Regions from separate parts of the Mus musculus genome. Here all the other regions are linked to region 4. The links are chromatin contacts, called in public HiChIP or PLAC-seq and promoter capture Hi-C maps. All regions are on one chromosome and are shown on one strand. The core of a region is the stretch at or near the end of the contact, and the rest is flanking DNA. Distances in the headings are between cores, read along the strand shown. Region 1 holds the start of Syce2 (synaptonemal complex central element protein 2). Region 2 holds the start of Klf1 (Kruppel-like factor 1 (erythroid)). Region 3 holds the start of Gadd45gip1 (growth arrest and DNA-damage-inducible, gamma interacting protein 1). Region 4 holds the start of Adgre5 (adhesion G protein-coupled receptor E5). Region 5 holds the start of Junb (jun B proto-oncogene).

What was found. Promoter capture Hi-C pulls out the DNA fragments that hold promoters and counts their contacts. HiChIP or PLAC-seq counts read pairs in DNA pulled down with a chosen protein or histone mark. Capture Hi-C pulls out chosen DNA fragments and counts their contacts.
Region 1: a promoter capture Hi-C map of liver shows a contact between it and region 4, with 3 times the contacts expected there. The contact joins the promoter of Syce2 here to the promoter of Adgre5 in region 4. A contact is called at or near these places in 3 of 39 promoter capture datasets (cranial neural crest, liver and pre-B cells).
Region 2: a contact with region 4 is called in a promoter capture Hi-C map of adipose tissue, with 2.4 times the contacts expected there. The contact joins the promoter of Klf1 here to the promoter of Adgre5 in region 4. A contact is called at or near these places in 1 of 39 promoter capture datasets (pre-B cells), 1 of 484 Hi-C or Micro-C datasets (B cells) and 1 of 9 other capture datasets (adipose tissue).
Region 3: a contact with region 4 is called in an H3K4me3 HiChIP or PLAC-seq map of pro-B cells, with 5 times the contacts expected there. The contact joins the promoter of Gadd45gip1 here to the promoter of Adgre5 in region 4. A contact is called at or near these places in 2 of 39 promoter capture datasets (liver and pre-B cells), 6 of 115 datasets of contacts at active chromatin or transcription factors (bone marrow-derived dendritic cells, embryonic forebrain, embryonic stem cells and 3 more) and 1 of 9 other capture datasets (liver).
Region 5: an H3K27ac HiChIP or PLAC-seq map of regulatory T cell precursor shows a contact between it and region 4, with 9 times the contacts expected there. The contact joins the promoter of Junb here to the promoter of Adgre5 in region 4. A contact is called at or near these places in 3 of 39 promoter capture datasets (cranial neural crest, liver and pre-B cells), 4 of 484 Hi-C or Micro-C datasets (the 63-12 cell line, B cells, liver and 1 more), 4 of 115 datasets of contacts at active chromatin or transcription factors (bone marrow-derived dendritic cells, bone marrow-derived macrophages, pancreatic cancer cells and 1 more) and 1 of 9 other capture datasets (adipose tissue).

The regions. Positions count from the first base shown.
Region 1 is chr8:84,870,554-84,874,829 of GRCm38.p6, forward strand. Syce2 (synaptonemal complex central element protein 2) reads left to right here and starts at 1,558. Exons shown (of 5, transcript NM_027954.3): 1 at 1,558-1,700; 2 at 2,167-2,279. The coding sequence starts at 1,686.
Region 2 is chr8:84,899,832-84,904,189 of GRCm38.p6, forward strand. Klf1 (Kruppel-like factor 1 (erythroid)) reads left to right here and starts at 2,151. Exons shown (of 3, transcript NM_010635.3): 1 at 2,151-2,284; 2 at 2,858-3,671. The coding sequence starts at 2,198. Gm39213 (predicted gene, 39213) reads left to right here. Exons shown (of 3, transcript NR_168730.1): 3 at 50-320.
Region 3 is chr8:84,829,713-84,833,867 of GRCm38.p6, forward strand. Gadd45gip1 (growth arrest and DNA-damage-inducible, gamma interacting protein 1) reads left to right here and starts at 2,570. Exons shown (of 2, transcript NM_183358.4): 1 at 2,570-2,928. The coding sequence starts at 2,579. It also overlaps a transcript of Dand5 not described here.
Region 4 is chr8:83,739,280-83,743,462 of GRCm38.p6, forward strand. It overlaps Adgre5 (adhesion G protein-coupled receptor E5), which reads right to left and starts at 2,032. Exons shown (of 20, transcript NM_011925.2): 1 at 1,828-2,032. The coding sequence starts at 1,858. Gm46046 (predicted gene, 46046) reads left to right here and starts at 2,007. Exons shown (of 2, transcript NR_168527.1): 1 at 2,007-2,337.
Region 5 is chr8:84,976,908-84,981,414 of GRCm38.p6, forward strand. It overlaps Junb (jun B proto-oncogene), which reads right to left and starts at 1,841. Exons shown (of 1, transcript NM_008416.3): 1 at 2-1,841. The coding sequence starts at 1,522. The coding sequence ends at 488.

The DNA of each region.
Region 1 (4,276 bases), core at 308-2,807, 1.1 Mb after region 4:
GATCTCTGAGTTTGAGGCTAGCCTGGTCTATAGAGCTTCCAGGACAGCCAGGGCTATACAGAGACAGAAAGCAAGCAGAGGGAGCCCTGAGTAGGTAGAGTCCAGCCTGAATGTATATCTTAATCTGGGCACAGGAGTCCAAGACCAATTGACCCCTGGAAAACCTGTCTAATCAATTACCTATATGAACCAGGCTCAGGAGGAACGGCAACTCTTTCCCTAGAGTTCCAGAATGATGGCTTCCAGATAATCAACCAGTGTACAAAGGCTAGCAGATCTGGCTTCCTCTCCTGGTGTTTGCAGGCTAGGATTGCTCACCCCCAGATTCTTCCTACCAAGACTAGCTGTGCTGTATTTAATAAATAGCTGAGGGTCCAGGTTGCAGCCATAGCATTAGAGAAGCCACCGGATCCCAGTTTCACTGTGTGTCTGTCCTTTCTTCATTCCCTCACATAGCATTTCAGGCCCCAAGCTGCTAGGGATGTAGCAGCAAAAACAGAAAGGGTTGAAAAGATGGCTCAGAGGTTAAGTACTGGTTTGTCCTGCAGAGGACCAAGTCTAATTTTAAGCACCCATATGGTGGCTCACAATTGTAATTCCAGCCTCAGGGGACCTGAACCTCTTTTCTGGCCACTATGGGCACTATGCACACACGTAGTATAGAAATAAATATATGCAGTCAAAACACCCACACCCGTAAAAATGTGTATTAAAAAACCACTTAAACACAAGAGATCCCTCTAGATGGCTCAGTGGGTACAGGTGCTTGCCTAGTCTGATGACCTGAGTTGCATCTCCATGACCCACACGGTGGAAGGAGATTGTGGACTCGTTCAGGCTGTCCTCTGACTTCCACACTCCCGGAGTGGATGGCACATAGGCATGCACAAAATAGGTCAAACGTAAAACAAAAATAAAATTCAGCTCATCGATGAAGAGCATCAGGGAACAGGAATTAGGTTTTCAAAATCCATGCCAGGAGGCTTATAACTAGGGGATCTGATGCCCTCTTCTGGCCTTAGTTGGAAGGTGCCCAAAAGTAGTTTAAATCATATATAACATGTAAATAAAATAAAATGAAGGTTGTTCCTAGGTGGTGCCTGCCTTCAATTCCAAGGCAGAGAGGCAAGCTGATCTCAGAGTTCTAGGTCAGCCTGGTTTACAGAGTCCTAGGCTGGGACATAGTGGAACCCTGTTCCAAAAGAATTTGATCTGGGCACTAGTGGCGCATACTTTTGATCCCAGCACTCTAGCCGCAGAGGCAGGAGAGTGTGAGTTTGAGGCCAGTCTGATGTACAGAGCTAGTTCTAGGACAGTCAGGGAAACACTGAGAAACCCTGTCTTAAAAAGACACTGCCGCCACACAAACTGTAGATCGAAGGGGCGGAACTCTGACGCAGTGTGAATTCCTCAAACTCTTGAGGGCCACAGGTGACCCCGAGTCCCGCACCTACGCATTATGAGCTCAGACGCCCACCGGTCCATACAACACAAATCCGTCTGTTACCACATAGCACCAGCATAGCCCAAAAGGCAGAGCCAGTTCGGAGGGCCTTCGAGTTCGCCGCCCCCGGGGGGGGGGGGGCGGGGGCGGGGCCAGGGCGCGTTTCATTCAGCACGTGCTCGGGGCGGGGCGTGCAGGGGGCGTGGCGTGCGCAGAGGGCGCTGAGGCGGGAAAAGACGGAATGGAGCGCCACGGAGTGAGTGCGGTGCGGTTTCCCGTGTGCGGGCGGCGGGAGGCGGGCGACGGGGCTTAGGGCCGCGGGGAACAGAGACTTCCTCCACACATTCGAACCCGGGCCCTGTTCCCCGCGGTTGGAGCCGCCTCTTGCCGGGAGAGGCGAGGTTTCCTGACTAACGAGACGGTGGGGCCTGGTGGACGAGGCTGTGAGGGGGTGCGGTGCGCTTCAGGAGCTGGTCGAAGACAGCACACGGTGTAGACCAGGCCGGGCCTCGAACCCTCAGCGGTTGCCTGCCTCCGCCTCCCGAGGCTGAGGAGGGGTTCGAGGCGTGTGCCACACTCGGCCTCCTTTTAACTACTCTCCGCGGGAAGGTGTTAGCGCGCCCCCCATTGCGGCCCCGAGGGTCCTGACCCCGGGGCCTCCCTGCTAGCGCGTCCCTTTTGAGCTTCCCCACCCCGCCTCTCAGAGCTGGCTGCGCTCGCAGGTGGCCGCGCCTCCCGTGGAGTTAAAGGACCAGGAGCCGCCGGCGATTGTGGAGAGCGGAGAGCATCGGCAGAGTGAGAACCACGAGGAGACGCCCGGCTCAGTGGCCCCGAGGTGAGGAGTGACAGGCCCAGCTGCCCTTCCGGGGCCCCGCCTTGGTCACGTAGGTCATTCCACGTGGTCTGCCCTGGGCCTTGGTCCACGGGTGATTTAACACCTTCCAGGTTGGTGTTTTATGAAGCCGCAGAGGACAAGTGGAGCACCGTGGCGGGCCCGGCCTAGGTGTCCTCGTGAGGACAGCCATGAGACAGACCTCATATAGAGGAAGTTTACTGGCGAGAAGGGAGAGGTGGAGGAAAATAGAGAGCGAGAGCGAAAGAGGGAGGAAATGGAAAGATGGAGAGAGAGGGAAGATGGAGAGAGAGGAGGGGAGGGGAGACAGACACCAGAGCCAAATAGTCCTTACCTGTGAGCCAGGGTCTTACCTGGCTGTTGCTAGGTAACTCTTGGGCGGAGCCTACAGGAAATGCTAACAACAGGTGCCCACATTGGTTCTGGGTACTGGCAGTCTCCTTTTGATATCCACAAGGTTTAATTTCAGGATGCATAGAATCCTCATGTTTAGACTCATTTTCTCTTGGTTTTTGTTTTTCTTTCTTTTTCTTTTTTCTTTTTTTTTTTTTTTGGAGACAGGGTTTCTCTGTGTAACTCTGGCTGTCCTGGAACACACTATGTAGACCAGGCTGGCCACGAACTCAGAAACCCACCTGCTTCTACCTCCCAAGTGCTGGGATTAAAGGCATGTGCCACTGCTGCCCGGCTAGTTTCTCAATTCTTTTGTGGATTTATATGTGTGTGTGTTTTATTTAAGACATCAACAGAAAAGGGGTGAAAAAAGCTGGGCATAGTGGCACGTGCCTTTTATTTCCGCACTCCAGAGGCTGAGAGGAAGGCAGGGCTCTAAGCTCAAGGCCAGCCTGGTCTACAAAGTAAGTTCCAAGGCAGCCAGGCAGCCAGGGCTACGCTGAGAAACACTGTCTTGAAAAACCAAAACCAAAAAAATAAGACATCAACAGCCAGGCTTGGCGGCATAAACCTTTGATCCCAGCATGGTCTATATAGTGAGGCACTCAAAAGACACCAAAATCAAAGTCACTTAGATTTTCTCCAATATTCTAATTTTGTGATTTTTTTTTCATTTATTTAGATATGTGATCCACTCTGCATTTTCTACTTTGTTTGCTCTCTTGCTTTTTTGCTGTATAGAGGATGGAACCCAGTGTGCTTGTATGCGTGGTAGATGAGCACCCTGTCACTGAATGTACATTCCCAGTTGCTGAAACCTGCATGTGTTTGGATTTGACCTTGACTGGTCTGACAAAGGAATAAAGAAAGGACAGGCACCTGTACAAAAAACCACACGGGATTGAGTGGGCCATATGCCCTGCTGGAGGCACACCAGCCGCAGTCCTGAAACTTGGTTCATTTATAATTGGTTTTTTAGCCAGTTGAGATAGCAGGCTTATTGTATACAGTTGAATGAGGAAGCAGGTTTAGCTAATTTCAGTAGGAAGTCTCTGTAGGGGAGCAGTTTCAGGCTGTAAATATGCAGGAGAAAAAGAAGTGGTCCATACATTTTATACACACTGTCAACATCTGAACACATACCACGGGAAGGCTTTGCCATTCCCAGGAATCTGAAACATTGAAGTTCTTGAAATGGTTGTGTTCATGTCAACAAGGCACAGTCACTCAGGACTTATTTCATCAGAGTCTTGTATCAGTTCAGACTGTCTTAGGACTTAAGGTCCTTCTGCGTCAGCCTCCCAAGTGCTAAGATTATAGATAGGCATGTGCCATGCTGCTTATCAGAAACTTTCTGGGGCTGGAGAGATGGCTCATTGGTTAAGAGCACTGACTGCTCTTCCAGAGGTCCTGAGTTCAAATCCCAGCAACCACATCTGTAATGAGATCTGACGCCCTCTCCTGGTGTGTCTGAAAACAGCTACTTACAAATAATGAATAAATATTAAAAAAAAAAAAAGAAACTTTCTGAGTATCATGGTTTAGATTTGGGGGATTGTTTAATAGGCAAAGCCTCATTATGTAAC
Region 2 (4,358 bases), core at 901-3,400, 1.2 Mb after region 4:
TGTCGCTGGAGGTTGGCTTTGAGGTTCAAAGTCTCTCTCTCTCTCTCAGGATGTTTCTCTCAGTTATTGGACCAGCTCCTGCCTTCATGCCACCATGCTCCCCACTATGATAATGGACTACACCTATGAAAATGTGAGCAAGCCCCAGTAAAATGTCTTCTTTGGTTGTGGCTCATAATCATCTGTAATGGGATATGATGGACTCTTCTGGTGTGTCTGGGGACAGCAACAGTGTACTCATACAATCAATCAATCAATCAATCAATAAATAAATGCAGATTCAGTGGGCAATGTAGCACCACAGTGTCCTGTGACAAACACTTCTACTGAGTTTCAGAATGTTTCTGTCCTCCCAAATGAGACTTTGTCTCCTAGCAGTCTCCTGCCCCAGCCTCTGGGAAGCACTGCTCGTCCTGACCTGTTCTGGCAATTATATAGACAAAATAATGAGGCATGTAACCTTCCATGGTTGCCTGCCCTCCTCCATTAGCCTGTTGTCCTCCGGTTACTCGTCTTAGCACACTGATTGTTGGGGCGTGTGTCTAGTGTGTGCTTGAGCATGCGTGCAGCCCAGCGGTCAGGGTTGATGGTCTCTTCCTTCGTTTTCTTTACCTTATTTCCTATGCTGGGCCTGACACTGGACCTGATCGGCTAGGCTGACTATCCAGTGAGCACCAGGTATCTTCCCGTTTCCATCTGTCTAGCACTAGTCTTAGACATGCACAGTGACACTTGGCTTTTGTGTCAGTGCCAGGGATCTGAACCTAGGTCTTTATGCTTTTCTTTTAAAGTTAATACGGTGCAAGCACTCCATGAAGCTAAGTCCCCAGCACTGTTTTACCCTTGTTGTCGTCTTTCGAGACAAAGACTATGTAGCCCTGGTTGTCCTGGAACTTATTATGTAGACCAAACAGACCTTTCAAATTCATAGAGATCCACCAGCCTCTGCTTTCCAAGTGCTGGGATTAAAGGCATCACTACCATGCCTGACTAGGTACCATTTTCTATAATGGATCTGATGTCCCCTATGGACACCGAGCAATGATGGTGTATGTGTGATATTATTGTACCCGTGACACCCCATTTCCCTACCCTGACTCATAGGGCACCAGAATAGAAGTATGGGAATAGCAGGCCATCTATCATGGGGTCCCGCACACAATGAGCCGTTAGGCAGAGTCAGGGCTGAGCTCTTCTGAACGGCATACTAGCTGCAGCTCCATCTATGGGTCCTAGCCCACCACACTGTAAACTTCCTAGCCATCCCCTTCAGCTCCATGCAGTAGCCAGTGAGGGTCCTCAGAGCCCCAGAGTGGGCTGATTTGAGGGGACTCCTTTTGCTAAACAGCTCAGACCTCAACACAACAGAGCAATTCAAAGCTAAAATAATTTGTGGCACCAACCCCCAGCTCTTCTGCTCAAGGAGGAACAGAGCTATGGTTGTTCTGGGCCCCCTACCTGATAGCGGCCTGAAACATCTGGTGTGTCTGATAATGCCTGAAAGGGAGCCGGTGCCAAGGCCCGCCACTAGCACCGTTGCTGCTGTTGTCTGGGAGAGTAAGGACTGCAGTGGTCTCCATGGGGGTCAAAGGGTCCCAAAGACCTTTCCCAAGAAATCTATCCTTCCTGGTCCACTCCTTGGAGAGAGACTTGAAACCAAACCAGAGGGGTCTTCTCAGTCCTGTGGGAGGTGGGGTGGGGGTGGGGAGCAGCGACCAGGACTTTTCTTTACCCAACCTGAATCCTAAAACTTTGAAGCCCCTATTCCTTGACATCTGATTGACTTTACATACAGGGTTGGTTTTCAGGGACCAGTTTGAAAACAGGCCAGGGTGAGGTCTATTCCTTGAAAGTGACACATCACAACTTTAATCCCAGCACTCAGGAGACAGAGGTAGGCAGATGTCTGTGAGTTCTAGGCCAGCCTGGTCTACATAAGCCAGTCCAGGACAGCCAGGGCTCAGTTACACAGAGAAACCCTGTTTCGAAAACCTTAAAAAAAAAAAAAAAGAAGCACACCACACACATATCGCACACACCCCTCCTTTGCCGTTTTGCTTTGCCTGGGTCTTATCAGGGAAGACAGCCAATCAGATGTGGGCAGACAGGAGCCCTCCAAGAAACTTTCCTAGCCTCATAGCCCATGAGGCAGAAGAGAGAGAGGAGGCCTGAGGTCCAGGGTGGACACCAGCCAGCCATGGCCTCAGCTGAGACTGTCTTACCCTCCATCAGTACACTCACCACCCTGGGACAGTTCCTGGACACCCAGGAGGACTTCCTCAAGGTGGGGCCAGTGTGAGTGTGTGGGAGGGGGCAGGTGGTCTTGCATAGGGCATAGTGCTTAGGGGTGGGGCGTCTATCTTACTTTAATATCCTCTGCTCTGTTTTTTGGGGGTGGAGGAGTGGGAGAGCCTCTGAGCCTTGTTTGGGGGAGATGTTCTAGGGGTCTGAGATCAAGGTGAGGCCTATTTCTCCAACAGGAAGCAGAATTCTAAGCTCTATATCTTAAGAGACTAGGCTCATAGAGACAAAGGTCCAGATAAAGGTGTCCTGGGATTTCCAGGCTTTGAGCTGTAATTTTCTGGGCTATGTGAAGACAGGGAAAGGCTAGGGAAAACGGAGTCGAAGCTGTCCCCTTTGACTCAGAACTCTGCAACCCCTTCTCCCATCCTGAATACTATTCTTGGTAAGTGTCTTAGCTGTCTCTAGCAAGACCTAATGGAGTTGTCTGGAGCTGAGAAAGGGGTTAGGGGAACCGTGTGGGTAAATGACAGGCACCAACGGTGTTTCCAGCCAGGGTTGTTTGAGGGCCAGGTACCCAGTGCCTACCATTCAAGCAGTACGCTCCCTCCCGCAGTGGTGGCGGTCTGAGGAGACGCAGGATTTGGGGCCGGGGCCCCCGAATCCCACGGGGCCGTCCCATCACGTGAGTCTGAAATCGGAGGACCCTTCCGGAGAGGACGATGAGAGGGACGTGACCTGTGCGTGGGACCCGGATCTTTTCCTTACAAACTTTCCAGGTTCCGAGTCTCCCGGCACTTCCCGGACCTGTGCCCTGGCGCCCAGCGTGGGGCCAGTGGCACAGTTCGAGCCGCCTGAGTCTCTGGGCGCCTATGCGGGTGGCCCAGGGTTGGTGACTGGGCCTTTGGGCTCCGAGGAGCACACAAGCTGGGCGCACCCGACTCCGAGACCCCCAGCCCCTGAACCCTTCGTGGCCCCTGCCCTGGCCCCGGGACTCGCTCCCAAGGCTCAGCCCTCGTACTCCGACTCGCGAGCGGGCTCCGTAGGGGGCTTCTTCCCGCGGGCGGGGCTTGCGGTGCCCGCAGCTCCAGGCGCCCCCTATGGGCTGCTGTCGGGATACCCCGCGCTGTACCCCGCGCCACAGTACCAAGGCCACTTCCAGCTCTTTCGCGGGCTCGCGGCGCCTTCTGCTGGTCCCACGGCGCCCCCTTCCTTCTTGAATTGTCTGGGACCTGGGACTGTGGCCACAGAACTCGGGGCCACTGCGATCGCCGGAGACGCAGGCTTGTCCCCGGGAACTGCGCCGCCCAAACGCAGCCGGCGAACTTTGGCACCTAAGAGGCAGGCGGCACATACGTGCGGGCACGAAGGCTGCGGGAAGAGCTACACCAAGAGCTCGCACCTCAAGGCGCACCTGCGCACGCACACGGGTAAGGGCGGGGCCAGACGGGCGGGGGCGGGGCGGGAGCCGCTAGTGAACGAAGGGAGGGGCCGGAGGGTAGTCAGAGGCGTGGCTAAAGGCGGCCCCAGTTCTAGGGGTCGTGAAGACCGCACCTGAGACACTGGGTCAAGTCTAGAAGGGGCGATTCCAGACCCAAATGGGCTAATACAAACACTCGGGAGGCAGAGGCAGGTGGATAGCAGTGACTTCGAGGCCATTTGGGCTATTATAGCGAGTTTCAGCAGCCTGAGCTACTTAGTGAGATCCTGGTTCATAAATAAATAGGTGTAACAGAGGACCTGGGGAACACTTTGGGGACTTCGGTGTTAGAAGTGGATGTGTAAGGCCTGGGTTAGAGATGGGAGAAGAAACTAGAGGGGTGAACCCGAAAGGTACAAGCTTGGAATGCCAGAGCTCAGGATATAGCCAGTATTTACATGCATGCTCGAGCTGGAACCATCTGGGATCAGGAGGTTGAGACACTCAAGTAAAATCAGTTTCAGGGGCAACTGACAGAGGTCCCAGAGTTAAGAAAAGAAGAGAAGGGGGCTGGAGAGATGGCTCAGTGGTTAAGAGCACTGACTGCTCTTCCAGAGGTCCTGAGTTTAAATCCCAGCACCACATGGTGGCTCACAACCATCTGTAATGGGATCCGATGCCCTCTTCTGGTGTGACT
Region 3 (4,155 bases), core at 1,320-3,819, 1.1 Mb after region 4:
TCTTAACCGCTGAGCCATCTCTCCAGCCCCTATGGCTCAAACTTCGAGAGTCTGACACTGGACAGTTTATTTCACACATATTTAAGGACAGCACAATTTGGAAAAGGTTCCCTGGTGACAATTAACTCAATCCATGTGCACCGCAAAGCTTAAGAGTGTCTCCAGCTCTTCCAGAGGTCTGAGTTCAGCTCCCAGCAGCATCAAGTCCATCACAACTGCCTGTAACTCCAGTTCCATGGGGACTGGGCACTCTCTTCTGGGCTCAGTAGATACCTGAACACACGGCATACATTCACACAAATACACAAACTGTCAAGTATTTTTAGATCCAAATTTAAAAGAATAAAAGTATTCAAAGTGTTTGAAATAAAATTTAAAGCAGGCATGGTATTAATGGTTCTACTCCAAGCACTTGAAAGGTAGAGGCAAGATGACCAAGAGTTTAAGACCAGCCTGGATACAGAGCAAACCTGAAACCAATCTGAGATACATGAGCCTATCTCAAAATCCCAAAAGCAACACAACAAAGAACCTCACTCCTCAGGAAGATCTTGCTGGCTGCAGTGAAGACTGCCTGTAATGGTAGCAACTCAGAGACAGAGATAGGAACGGGAGCTCACACCTAGGCTGGATACATAGACCATCTCAGCAAAATGGAAGGGAAAGATGAGAAGTACAGAGCTATGCAGCCCCTACCCTGAGTTCTCTCGCACGGGCTCTCTCTGTCTCTCTCTCTCCATTTTATTTTGGTTGAGACAGGATTTCTTTGTATCACACTGACTGTCCTAGAACTAGCTCTGTAGACTAGATTAGCTTCCAATTTATAGAGATCCTCTACCTCCACCTCCTGAGTCCTGGGATTAAAGGTGCCACCATGAAATTCTGATCCTCTTGCCTCCATCTCTCCAGTGTCAGGATTATAGATATGCACTACCATGTTTAGTTTATGCCATGCAGGAGATGAAACTCAGGGCTCTATGCCTACTAGGCAAGCATACCATCAACTGAGTCACATAACCAAATGCCATAAAGTGGATCATAAATGCTTAAGATAAAAGGGAAGGCAGTGGTGGCGCACGCCTTTAATCCCAGCACTTGGGAGGCAGAGGCAGACAGATTTCTGAGTTCGAGGCCAGCCTGGTCTACAAAGTGAGTTCCAAGACAGCCAGGGCTACACAGAAAAACACTGTCTCGAAAAACCAAAAAAAAAAAAAAAAAAAAAAAAAAAAAAAAAGGTAAACTGCACATGATGGTCTCAGATCTTTAATTTCAGCACTGGGAAGGCAGAGGCAGAACCCTGTAAGTTCCACAGTGAATTCCAGGCCAGCCAGCTGGCACTACATAACAAGACTCAAAAAAACCAAACAACACCAACACACACACACAAACACACACGACCAAACAAGTTAGAATCCATGGAGCTGGAGAAATGGCTGAAAAGTTTAAAATATTTCCTGTCTTCCAGAAGACTTGAAGAATTTGGTTTCTTGTATTCAAGTCCCTTGACAATTGCTTGTAAGGCCAGTCTGAGAGGGTTCCATTGGCTTCCACTGGCACCCACACATGAGGCGCACACACACACACACTAAATCTTTTTAAAGATTTAAAAGGTAACATAAGCCTAAATATTAAAGTAGAAATATTTAATATATTAGAGAAATTTAAAAGCACAGATGTGAAGGGAAATAAAATATACAATAAAGCAGACATATTTAAAGCATTAATATTTCAAAATTAAAAATCAAAATGTCAAATACAGTAATTTAAATAATACTGGCACACCAGTTTTTTTCTTTTCTTCTTTTTGTTGTTGTTGTTTCTCTGTTTAACAGCCCTGGCTGTTCTGGAAGTCACTCTGTACACCAGGCTGACCTTGAACTCACAAAGATCCGCCTGTCTCTACCTCCAAGTTATGAAATTAAAGGCATGCGCCCCTACCGCCCGGCCAACGCACGCCACTTTTAAGTCTTATTTTAAACAGGCTCATTACCGGTCATCCTAGCACAGGCGAGACTGATTTAGAAATCGATGCCATCCTGAATTATGCCAAGAAGTTCCAAGATGACCTGGCTACAGGATGATATCCTATTTCAAAATCCCAAATGATGGCCGGGAAGAAGGCTCGGAGGGTAAAGGCATTTGCCACCAGGCAAGATGATTTTAGTTCTATTCCCACAACTCTTGCTTGGTGGAAGGAGAAAACCGACTTCCCCAAGCTGTCCTCTGACCTCCACTTAATCACCAACACTTCAACACTTTCGTCCCCCAATAAATAAACTGCAGAAATCCTTTCTTTTTTTCTTTTTTGATACACGTAGTCTTGGCAGCCCTGGAACTCATAGAGATCCTCCTGCCTCTGCCTCCTGATTGCTGGAATTAAAGAGGTAAGCCACCAGCCATACAATATTCTCTTAACAAACAATTGCTCCCCCCGCCCCACCCGCATTAAACGTTCACCTGCGCCGTACGGACTAAAGCAGCGCGGCGCTCCTCCGCTCCCCGGCCGGAGGCCCCCGGTGTTTCCGCCGCGCAGGCAGCGCCGTAGCCAGCCCCGCTGCCGCGAGGACCCACAGCCAAGATGGCGGCGCTCGCAATGCGGAGTGGCTATCTCCTGCGGCTCTCTGTGGCTCTGGGTCCCAGGTCCCGCAGCTACCGTGCGCCCCCGCCCCCGCGCCGCCGTCCCGGGCCCCACTCGCCAGACCCGGAGAACCTGCTGACCCCGCGATGGCAGCTAACGCCCCGCTATGTGGCCAAGCAGTTCGGACGACATGGCGCCATCTCCGGGGTGCCCCCGGCCTCCCTGTGGCCCACCCCAGAGCAGCTGCGCGAGTTGGAGGCCGAGGAGCAAGAATGGTACCCGAGCTTAGCGACCATGCAAGAGTCGCTGCGCTTGCAGCAGCAGGCCTTGGAGGCAAGGCGCCAAGCCAGGTGGGTGTGATGGGGCACGTACCCCAGGGCCCCGAAACCAGGAATCATCCGTAGTAGGCACGCGGATCCCTTGTGGCGTGGGCTTAAACATTACATGTTAACTTTGCTGCAAAGCAGACATCCTTGTAGTCATTCAACTGCAGTTTTTGGTTTTTTGTTTTTTTTTTTTTCTTTTGGTTTTTCGAGACAGGGTTCTTCTGTGTAGCCCTGGCTATCCTGGAACTCACTCTGGTCTCGAACTCAGAAATCCGCCTGCCTCTGCCTCCCAAGTGCTGGGATTAAAGGCGTGCACCACCACCCCCGGCCTCAACTGCAGTTTTAATGTTTGTTTTTACTTGTCCTCTTCCTTTATCAGTAGCCTGCCCTTTTATTCTAAATAGCAAGGACTCAATTAACCAGAACTCATTTTATTGCCCAGGCTGGCCTCGAATCTAGGATCCATCTGTCTTTACCTTCTGAATATCTGCTATTACAGGCCTGTACCAGTCCCAGCCTCAACTCTATATACTTCCCTAGTTACTCTGCAAGGATATAAGGACCCACACACCAGGGAACAAAGCAGACAGAGGATTCGGATGATGACTGAGGAACCCCCCCCCCCCAAGGAAGACAAACACAGTTAAAAGTGCATGCTAGCTCTTGTGATGTTTAAGCAAATCCCCATATAACCAGATACTGTTACTGGAAAAATCTCAAGGCATGAGTTCCCAGTAGAGGGAGCAACTGTTGCAAAGGCCCTGAGGTTGAGAAGTGGGAATGATGATTCTCAATTAGAGAACAGCCCAGGTGAAACCTTTTATCACAAATAATCTGGTCTTGGTGGAGCACACCTTTAATCCCAGCCTTCTGGAGACAGGCAGGTTAGATCACCGAGTTTTGAGGCCAGCCAGCCTAGTCTATGTAGTGAGACCCTGTCTTGTGTGGCCACCGTAGCTAGGTAGTGGGACCTGAGAGCAGTGATGGACTCTGAAGTCTGGGGTAGAAGTCAGAAAAGAAGGCACATGTGATCAGATTTGAGGAGAAAATGGAGGCAAACCAGACATTTGGATCGCCCCTTCTGGTGCAGGGTTCAGGGCTGGTGAAATGTGTTGCTGGTATTTAACCTTATCCTCACAATGTTAAAAGGACAAGATGACCCTTTTTACAGATGAAACTGAGGCCTGAAGAAGTCAAGTCAGATATCTAGAGTCATGCTGGCATTGAAGGATGGAGCTGGTCCCCCTTTCT
Region 4 (4,183 bases), core at 782-3,281:
CTACACAAAGAGAAGCTAGGGCTTGGAGCTTGGAAAAAAGATGAGTGATCAAACCAGGCCAGAGAAAGGACAGTAGACTCAAGTAATAGTTACCCAAGTCAGGGGGGTTCCTTGTCCCCTGGGCTGGGCTGGGCTCTACCCCACCATGCTAAAGGCATCAGCCAGACCGCCTACATCTGGAGACTTGGAAATTAATCAAACGGGAGCAGAGCCGTTCCCTTCTGCTCCCAGACACATCTGGTTCAACTTCCCAAGCTCAGACTGGAGCCAAGGGACTCCTGCTTAGAGAATCCAGAAGTGGGGGTAGGGCAGCCTTTGTGCTTCCTGCAGTATTTCATTGTGTAGTTCCGGCTGGCCTGGAACTTACTATGTAGACCAGGTTGGCCTCCAACTCCCAGGATCATGGAAGCCTCCTGCCTCCGCCTCTCTAATACTGGGATTCAAAACCTGAGAATCCAACTAGCGAGGCTGCTTGGTTGGTTTTGAAGACAAGGTATCATGTGGTCTCAAACTCAGTATACAGCAGAGAATGACCTTGAACTTTTGACCCTCCTGCCTCTACTCGCTAGGTACTCTGATAGCAGACACAGACACCACACCCACATGTTCAGTTAATTCAAACTGTAAACCAGAAAGTTTGTACACAAACTCTTGGCCCTTGAAACAATATGGTAAAATACAGCTGGTCTTGTTCCATTTTACAGAGGAGGAAAGTGCAGCCCAAAGTCACTGTGACCCAGCTTAGTGACAGCCAGGCAGGCCCCTGCAGCTGTTTGCCACCAACTGTGACACCCTGGGACTCTATTTCCTGGTTCTAGGTCCATGGCTACTGAGCTGCCTGCCACCTGTCACTAGCACTCAGGCCAGTCATTGTGGTTAGGGTGACCCCAGTTTGTGCCCCAAGTTCCATATCTTGGGGTAACTCCAGCTGGTGCCCCGTTCCATTTTTTCACTGTTTGTTGTCAAGTTACTTAGGTGACTTAGCCATCAAACAACGGTTGAGGCACCCAGGGTGGGGCGGGAAAGTCATGATGAAAGCCAAGTTCAAACCACAGCCTGGTAAGTTCCTTTCAGCCAGCAGCTCCGTCCCAGACAAGTCCCAAGGAGATTCTCTGCCTGTTCCTGGCACGGAGACAGCAGGGGACAGACTGGGGCAGGGGGAGTTCCCACCCTCGAAGAAATGGGCACCCTCACGTGGGTTTCTCTTCACATTGAGAGCGTCTGTTTGGGCAACAGTTTGCAAAGTGTACTTTAACCTACAGTTCTTTTTAGCTTTTTTTTTTTTTAAACTGTATGTGTTTTGCCTGCATGTATGTTTGTGCACTGCATGTATTATTGTACACTGCATGTATGTCTGTGCACTGCATGTCTGTTGCCCGTGGATGCAGAAGACAGTGTGAATCCCCAGGAACTGGAGTTACAGACACTTGTGAGCCACCATATAGGTGCTGGGACCCAGCCAGGTCCTCTCTTAATGCTCTTGACCTCGGCACCACCCCAGCCTCTAGCCTGCATTTCTTTTTCTTTTGTTCTTTTGAGACAGGGTCTTGCTGTGTAGCACAAGCTGACCTGAAATTGGTGACCCTGCTGCCTCAGCCTCCCTAATGCCCTGTGACACCATGCCTGCTTTGTTACCCTCTTTAACTGCCCCCGTGCCTCAGTTTCTCCCTCTTAGTCTCCAAACTGGCAACACTCAAGCCCATTAGGATCTGACACCCCCTGGAGAGCCCTCTGGGGCGCACAGGTGCGCCGGCTTCGACTGTCCCTGCCCCTCCTGGCCACGTCCCGCGAGTTCCCTCCCGGCTCCGCGCAACCCCGAGGTCTCACCAAGCAGGCCGGGGCATCTGACGCCCCTCATGGTGGCGCGGCACGGAACGGACAGCGTCTGGGGTTGATAGAGGGCTGTGGCGGCCGGCTGGGCTGGGCTTTTATGCAGCGGGCGTGAGCAGGGCCCTCCCCGGAACTGTCCTCCCCGCTGGAAAGTAACAGGAAAGTGCCGGGGAAACAGACCCAGGGCGCGCCGCGCGCCCGCGTCTGGAACAAACGCAACATTCCTCCCCCCCCCCCCCCGCGCGCGGCTCCGACACCCGCCCCCGCGGGGAGCTGGGTGGTGTGGTTCAGGCGTCCTGGGACGGGGACCAGGCACATCGGACAGAGCTGGGTGGAGCTCCCACCCGAACGATGTCCTGGGCGACCCTCGCCTTTCCCATCAGCAGGACTTGTCGGCTTCTTTTCCAAGAGAGAAACTGAAGTTCAGAGAAGCCAGGGGCCAAATAAGAACCAGAAGAGGACTGAGGGTCCTGCCGGGCTGACTGTCCAGGAACGAGAGACATCAAGGTTTGGAGATGCGGCTCAGTGTGCGCAGTGCTTGCTTAACCTGCCCGAGGCCCTGTCTAGCCTCAAAGCCACATAAGCCGGCAGAGGACCGCTAGCCTGTAATCCCAGCACTAATCAGGAGTTCAACTCATCCTCCGTTTTGTCGCTTTTGAAGCCTGCCCGCGCTACAAAAGACCTTGCCCAAAAAGACAAGGGGTCATGGCATGGCTGCGTTGGCCTATACTAATACCGTTCTCTGGAAAGCAGAGGCTAAACCGGAGGCCGTTTTTGGCCACTTAAGAGTTGCAGGCCAGCCAGGCCTACGAAGCATGAGTCTATCGCAAAAATAAAAAATAATAAAGTGGGGGAGGGAAGTGCTACCAAGATGGTTCAGCGGGTAAAGGCACTTGCCCCAAAACCTAACGACCTGATTTCTGATACCCAGGACCTCCATGATGGAAGGAGAGAGCCAACTCCTGGAAGTTGTCCTCTGACCTTCACGGGCACACGGTGCCACACACAAACCCAAACACTAAATAAACAAGTCAATAAATAAAACGTAATAAGGGGCCGGGCAGTGGTGGCGCATGCCTGTAATCCCAGCACTTGAGAGGCAGAGGCAGGCGGATTACTGAGTTCGAGGCCAGCCTGGTCTAGAGAGTGAGTTCCAGGACAGCCAGGACTGCACAGAGAAACCCTGTCTCAAAAAGCCAAAACAAATAAACAAACAAAAAACGTAATAAGGACTTAAAATAGAGGAAGAGAGAGCTTTGACCACGGGACATGGCTTACCACGGCAGGGCTTTTTGGTTACACGCACTGACCTTGCCACAGTCTATAGAGAGTCATGTGATGTACACTGGCTTCCTGTTTGAGTTACTTGTGTAACTATGGTTTCTTTTCATGTGTGTGTGTTGGGGGCGGGAAGAATGCCAAACCCAAGGCTTTGTGTATGCTGGACAAGCACTCTACCAAGGGAACTACATTCTCAGACACATCTAGTGATTTTTCAAAATATTGATTTTCTTTTTCTTTTTTTCTCTGAAACACGGTCTGGTCTCAAACAGCCCAGGCTGTCTTTCAACTCTATGTAGCCTAGGATGGCACTGAACTCCTGACTTCCTGTCTCCAAAGCCTAAGCCTGCTGGGATCACAGGCATAAACTACCAGGGGTGTCAGGCCTTCCTTTTACCTTAGTAAATTCTGGGTTCAAGTTGGGCCATGGTGGCGCACACCTTTCGTCCCAGCACTTGAGAGGCAGAGGCAGGTGGATCTCTGTGATTTGGAGGCTAGCCTGGTCTACAGAGTGAATCAGGGCAGCCAGGGCTGTTACACTGAGAAACTCTGTCTCAAAAACAAAACAACAAAGAATAAAAATAAAAATAAACTCCAAGTTCTGAGAGATGACTGTAGCGAACTATGATGGCGCACAACCTGTAATGGCAGAGCTCACGAGGTTGAGGCAAGAGGGTTGCTGGGAGTCTGTGGCTCTCCTGATCCACAGTGTGAGAGAAAAGATAAAAGGAAGTTGCAGACCATGTGTGCTACTGGGGCTGGAGAGATGGATCACTGGTAGATGAGAACACTGGCTGCTCTTCGGAAACAGGGTTAGATTCCCAGAATTCTGTAACTCCAGTCCCAGGGGAGCCGATGCTATCTTCTGGTCTCCCCAGGCACCGCATACACTTGGTACACAGATAAAACAAGCAGGCAAAACTGATAAAGGACAAACTGAAAATTAATAACAAAAATAAAGACACAGTATTCCTGTCAAATGAACACATAGAAAAAACAACTTTTTTTTTTTTTTTCCGAGACAGGGTTTCTCTGTGTAGCCCTGGCTGTCCTGGAACTCACTCTGTAGACC
Region 5 (4,507 bases), core at 591-3,090, 1.2 Mb after region 4:
AATTAATAAAGACAATTTTTTTTTTACTTAAATAGATTCAATAAAAAGTCAAACACACACACACAAACACATCTTAAAATAGACTTTAGACACGAAGTGCGTGTTTCTTCTCCACAGTACTATGCAGAGGGGGAGGGCAGGGGGCGGAGGTCCCTCCCTAGTATCCCCGCAGGCTGAGTACCAAGCGGCGGGGCCAGCTCCGCCGCGACAGCCCCCTTCTCCCCTCCCTGTTAAATACACAAATATATTATATTCAATATGAATTCAGTCTCTTTGCAGAAAAAAAAAACATACAAAATACGCTGGAAGGGGGCCATGTAAACCTCGAGGTGGAAGGACTGGGCGCAGGCGGGCGGGCCGGAGTCCAGTGTGTGAGCTGCGCCCCAGGCCTTTTGGCGGGTGCCCATCGCCTGCCCCCCTCACCCCAGTGGGGGGCAGGCGCCCAGCCTTCAAGGCTGGGGGTGTCCGTATGGGGCAAGGGAGGCTCTCAGAAGGCGTGTCCCTTGACCCCTAGCAGCAACTGGCAGCCGTTGCTGACATGGGTCATGACCTTCTGCTTGAGCTGCGCCACTTGCTCCCGTAGGAGACCGGCAGCACTCGACAGCCCCGCGTTCTCAGCCTTGAGTGTCTTCACCTTGTCCTCCAGGCGCGCGATGCGCTCCAGCTTCCGCTTCCGGCACTTGGTGGCCGCCAGCCTGTTCCGCAGCCGCTTTCGCTCCACTTTGATGCGCTCCTGGTCTTCCATGTTGATGGGGGACACAGGCGGCGTGGCGTCGCGGCTGCGTGCCTCCGGTACGGTCTGCGGTTCCTCTTTAAAGGCGGAAGCGCCGCGACTCAAGCCCAGCTGTGCCGGGTGGCCGCCCGCAAAGGGTGGTGCATGTGGGAGGTAGCTGATGGTGGCCGTCGGGTATGAGCTCCCAGTCCCGACGGCGGTCCCGGAGCCTCCAGAGGGTGCAGAGGCTGGGGAGTAACTGCTGAGGTTGGTGTAGACGGGAGGCGGCTCCGGACCAGCATAGACGCCCCCTGGGCCGGCCTGGGGACCCCCGCTGGCGCCCAGGGACACGTTGGGGGGCGTCACGTGGTTCATCTTGTGCAGGTCGTCCAGGGCTTTGACAAAACCGTCCGCAAAGCCCTCCTGCTCCTCGGTGACGCCGCCCCCTGTACCTCCACCGCTGCCACCCCCACGGGGGTAAAAGTACTGTCCCGGAGGCGTGGGCGTCGTCGTGATCACGCCGTTGCTGTTGGGGACGATCAAGCGCTCCAGTTCCGTGGAGGCTAGCTTCAGAGATGCGCCTGTGTCTGATCCCTGACCCGAAAAGTAGCTGCCTGCCCCACTGCCCTCCGGGCCTGGACCCCGCGCCCCAGGACCCTTGAGACCCCGATAGGGATCCGCCAGGTTGAGCGCCAAGGTGGGTTTCAGGAGTTTGTAGTCGTGTAGAGACAGGCTGCCAGGGCTCCGACCGTATCCCGCCGCTGCGTAAGAGTCGTCGTGATAGAAAGGCTGTTCCATTTTCGTGCACATCCGGGCGGCCTGGGCGATCTGGGAAAGGTCCCCCTGAAGGGCCGCCCCGGGCCTCGCTGCGGCGAGCGGCGAGCTGTCCTCGGCTGTGGCAGGACCCGGTGTCCGGTCGCGCGTCCTCGGGAGCTGGAGACGGTCAGCAGCGGCCAGTTGGCAGCTGTGCGTAAAGGCGCTGCTGGGCTTCCGGAGATTTTCTCTCCCTCCGTGGTGCGCCTGCTTTCTCGGCGTCGCTTCCCTCAGTTCCCCGCTCCCAGCAGGATCCTACGCTGGCCTGGCCACCCTCAAAGTCCCCAGTGCTCGGCCCCAGCCCCAAGCTTTTATACTGAATTTGTCAGCTGCGGAAGTGCACTCCGATTGGCCGACGCGGGAGCCAGGCCCCCGCGGCCCCCTCCTAGAGCGTGGGGAAGGGGAGGAGGCGGCTCGCGTCACTGTCAGGAAGCGCGTGTCCTTGTAAACAGCGGCCACGAGCCGGGTGGCTCTGCGCGGCTGCAGGGGGAGGGGCTGTGGAGACAGAGACACACAAGCAAAGGGATGTTGAGGGGCCGAGGCACATAGGGGCTAGAACTGCGGGAGTACAGCCAGGTGCTTATGAGATACACTGCAAGTGGAGATTGGATACCTTAGGATATCCCCGGAAAAGTCTCGTGGGACCCAGGGTAGCTGTGGCTTGTGAACTGACAATACAGTAGAAGACCCCAGAAAACAGAGAAGATACAAAACAGGGGCAATTGTTAACATTTGGCCTAGGAATTAACCAGAGGTCCCGGGTACAAAGTGCTTAAAGAACTGGAATTGTCAGTTGGGAGGAAAGGGCCAAGACACAACAGGGCTCAGGTACCTATTGTACAAGAAATGAGTAGGGGCTCTAGAGTCCATAGATGAGTCTGAGGGTTTCCCCATAAGTGGAAAAGGGAAGGAATTTTGGGGAGGTCAATTTAGATATTCAGAACAAAGGTCCTGGGGACGCTGAGGTAATCGGAGTAGAAAGATGGGAACATATCTAGCAAAGGTTGGGGTCATTGTGGATATTTGCAGAACTCTGGCAGAGAATTAAAATGGTCACGACATAGCTTCCTTCCGAGCTATGAAGGCAATGACAGGAGGGTATCTGAGATCTTCCTGAGAAGATGACTCGGAGGATCCCAGAGACCAGGACTTGTACGAATGAGGCTGTACCTCGTAGGTGGTCCCTAGGGCACTGACATGCCCAGTACCTCAGCCCAAAGCCCTCCCTTAGTCACCCGGGGCTCGCCCGATATCCTGTCAGCTTTTGGAGGGCCGATGGGGCGGGATAGCTGGGGTGCGGTCGCCCAACCCCACTCCCTTCCTTAGAAACAGGCTAGGGAAAGAGAGCCGAGGCAGGAAGTGTGGCAACAGCCCCGAGGGGGAAAGAGCCCGGCCCTGTCTCGTCATTGTGAGCCTAGGGGATGGTGCACCCTACCCTGGGCCTGCCAAATTCTGCGCCTGGGAAGAGGAACCTCGGCAAGCGACCCTTGGGGAAGTCACAACCCAGCTACAGACGCTTCTAGTCATAGTCTGATCTCCCCCATCTAGAAATGGTTCAGCCTGCAACCATCGGCGACTAATAAGCCTGGCAGCCGAGGACTGTTCCATTGGCCGGCTGGAGGGGGATGCAGCCTGGGAGCGGGGCCTCGTCACCAAGGCAACAGGCTGGAGTCCGTGAATTAGATTGGGGGCGGGGCACCCCCCCCTGAATTTCTCTCCCCAGCACCCATATTAGGGCACAGGAAGAGGTGGGACCAGTGCAGTCTTGGGGCGGCAAACTAAGAGCCAGGAACTCGAGGTAGCTGCCAGGTCCCAGGGCGCGCCCGGGCCCCCGGACGGCTAGTCCGGACCAGCCTCCACCGCCACCCCCGGGCTCCCCCGCCCCCCGGCGGCCTGACCCAGCCTCTCGGAACAGCTCTGGGGCTGAGTCCTGTCCCGCCCGGCCAGGTTGGACCCAGCCTGGCAGGTCCCCGCCTGCCCGAGGGCCTGGGTCGGACTTTGCCCCTGGCCCGTCGGGGCGCGGAGGGGGCGGGGTAATGCTTTCGGGCATCCCTGGCGCCTGGGCAGGCTGGTACAGAGCTGCCTCCTCCCCTGGGTATGTGCCCTTCCCTTCTACCAGAAGGTCTAGGGTCCCCATTCCCTACCACTTATCTTTGAAGTCTGAATACTCTTCTCATCTACGTCCACTTCAGTCGGGGGTGAGCTACCTTCCAATACATAGAATACCTAAAGGAAGTAGCCCCCTTCTTCCCACCCAAGTAAAAGGGCAAAAATCGCAAATCGAGAAAAATGCGAGAACACAAAGCCCCTTCTCCAGGAATGGGAAGGTAGAGGTTTACATAGCCGGCCTTGCAGTTAGGTAGGTGGGACTTCAAGTAGTGTGGGAGCAACCTGAGAGAGGGTGAGAGTCCCATCTCTTCCTCTTTCTCAGGTCTCTGGTAAGATAAAGGAGGGCTCTTCAGAGAGAAGCTTAAGGACTAGGACTAAGTAGCAGGATCAGAGCTTACCTAGTGTTCCACAGAAGGAAAACAAGAGGCAAAAACAGCTCTGAAGGATACAGGGGAAGTCCAGTAGAGTAGGGGCATTGGAGAAGAAGAAGCTGGGGACATCCCAGTCTTTGAAGGATCCTTGTGACCCTTAAGTCCTCCTTCCCATCTTGCCCTTGTTTGAAAAGCTCCCCTCCCCCACTACAGTCTCAAGGGAGATTCCAGAAGCCGCTGAGTCTGCGGGCAGGCTGCCAGGCCTGTGTCTCCTGCCCATGCTAATAACTGCAGCTGACATGTGGCCTTGCCTGAGGGGGTACTGGCCGCAGCATTGGGGCCAGGGCAGGACGGAGGGCAACGTGTTGGGAAGCCAACCTGCCTGTCCCACTGGCCAGGAGACCACACTGACTCACCCATGCCACAGCTGAGGCCGGCTAGGCCAAAGCCAAGTCCTGGAGAAAGGCCAGGTCTGCCCAAAGAGGGTCGAAGAGAAGAGTGG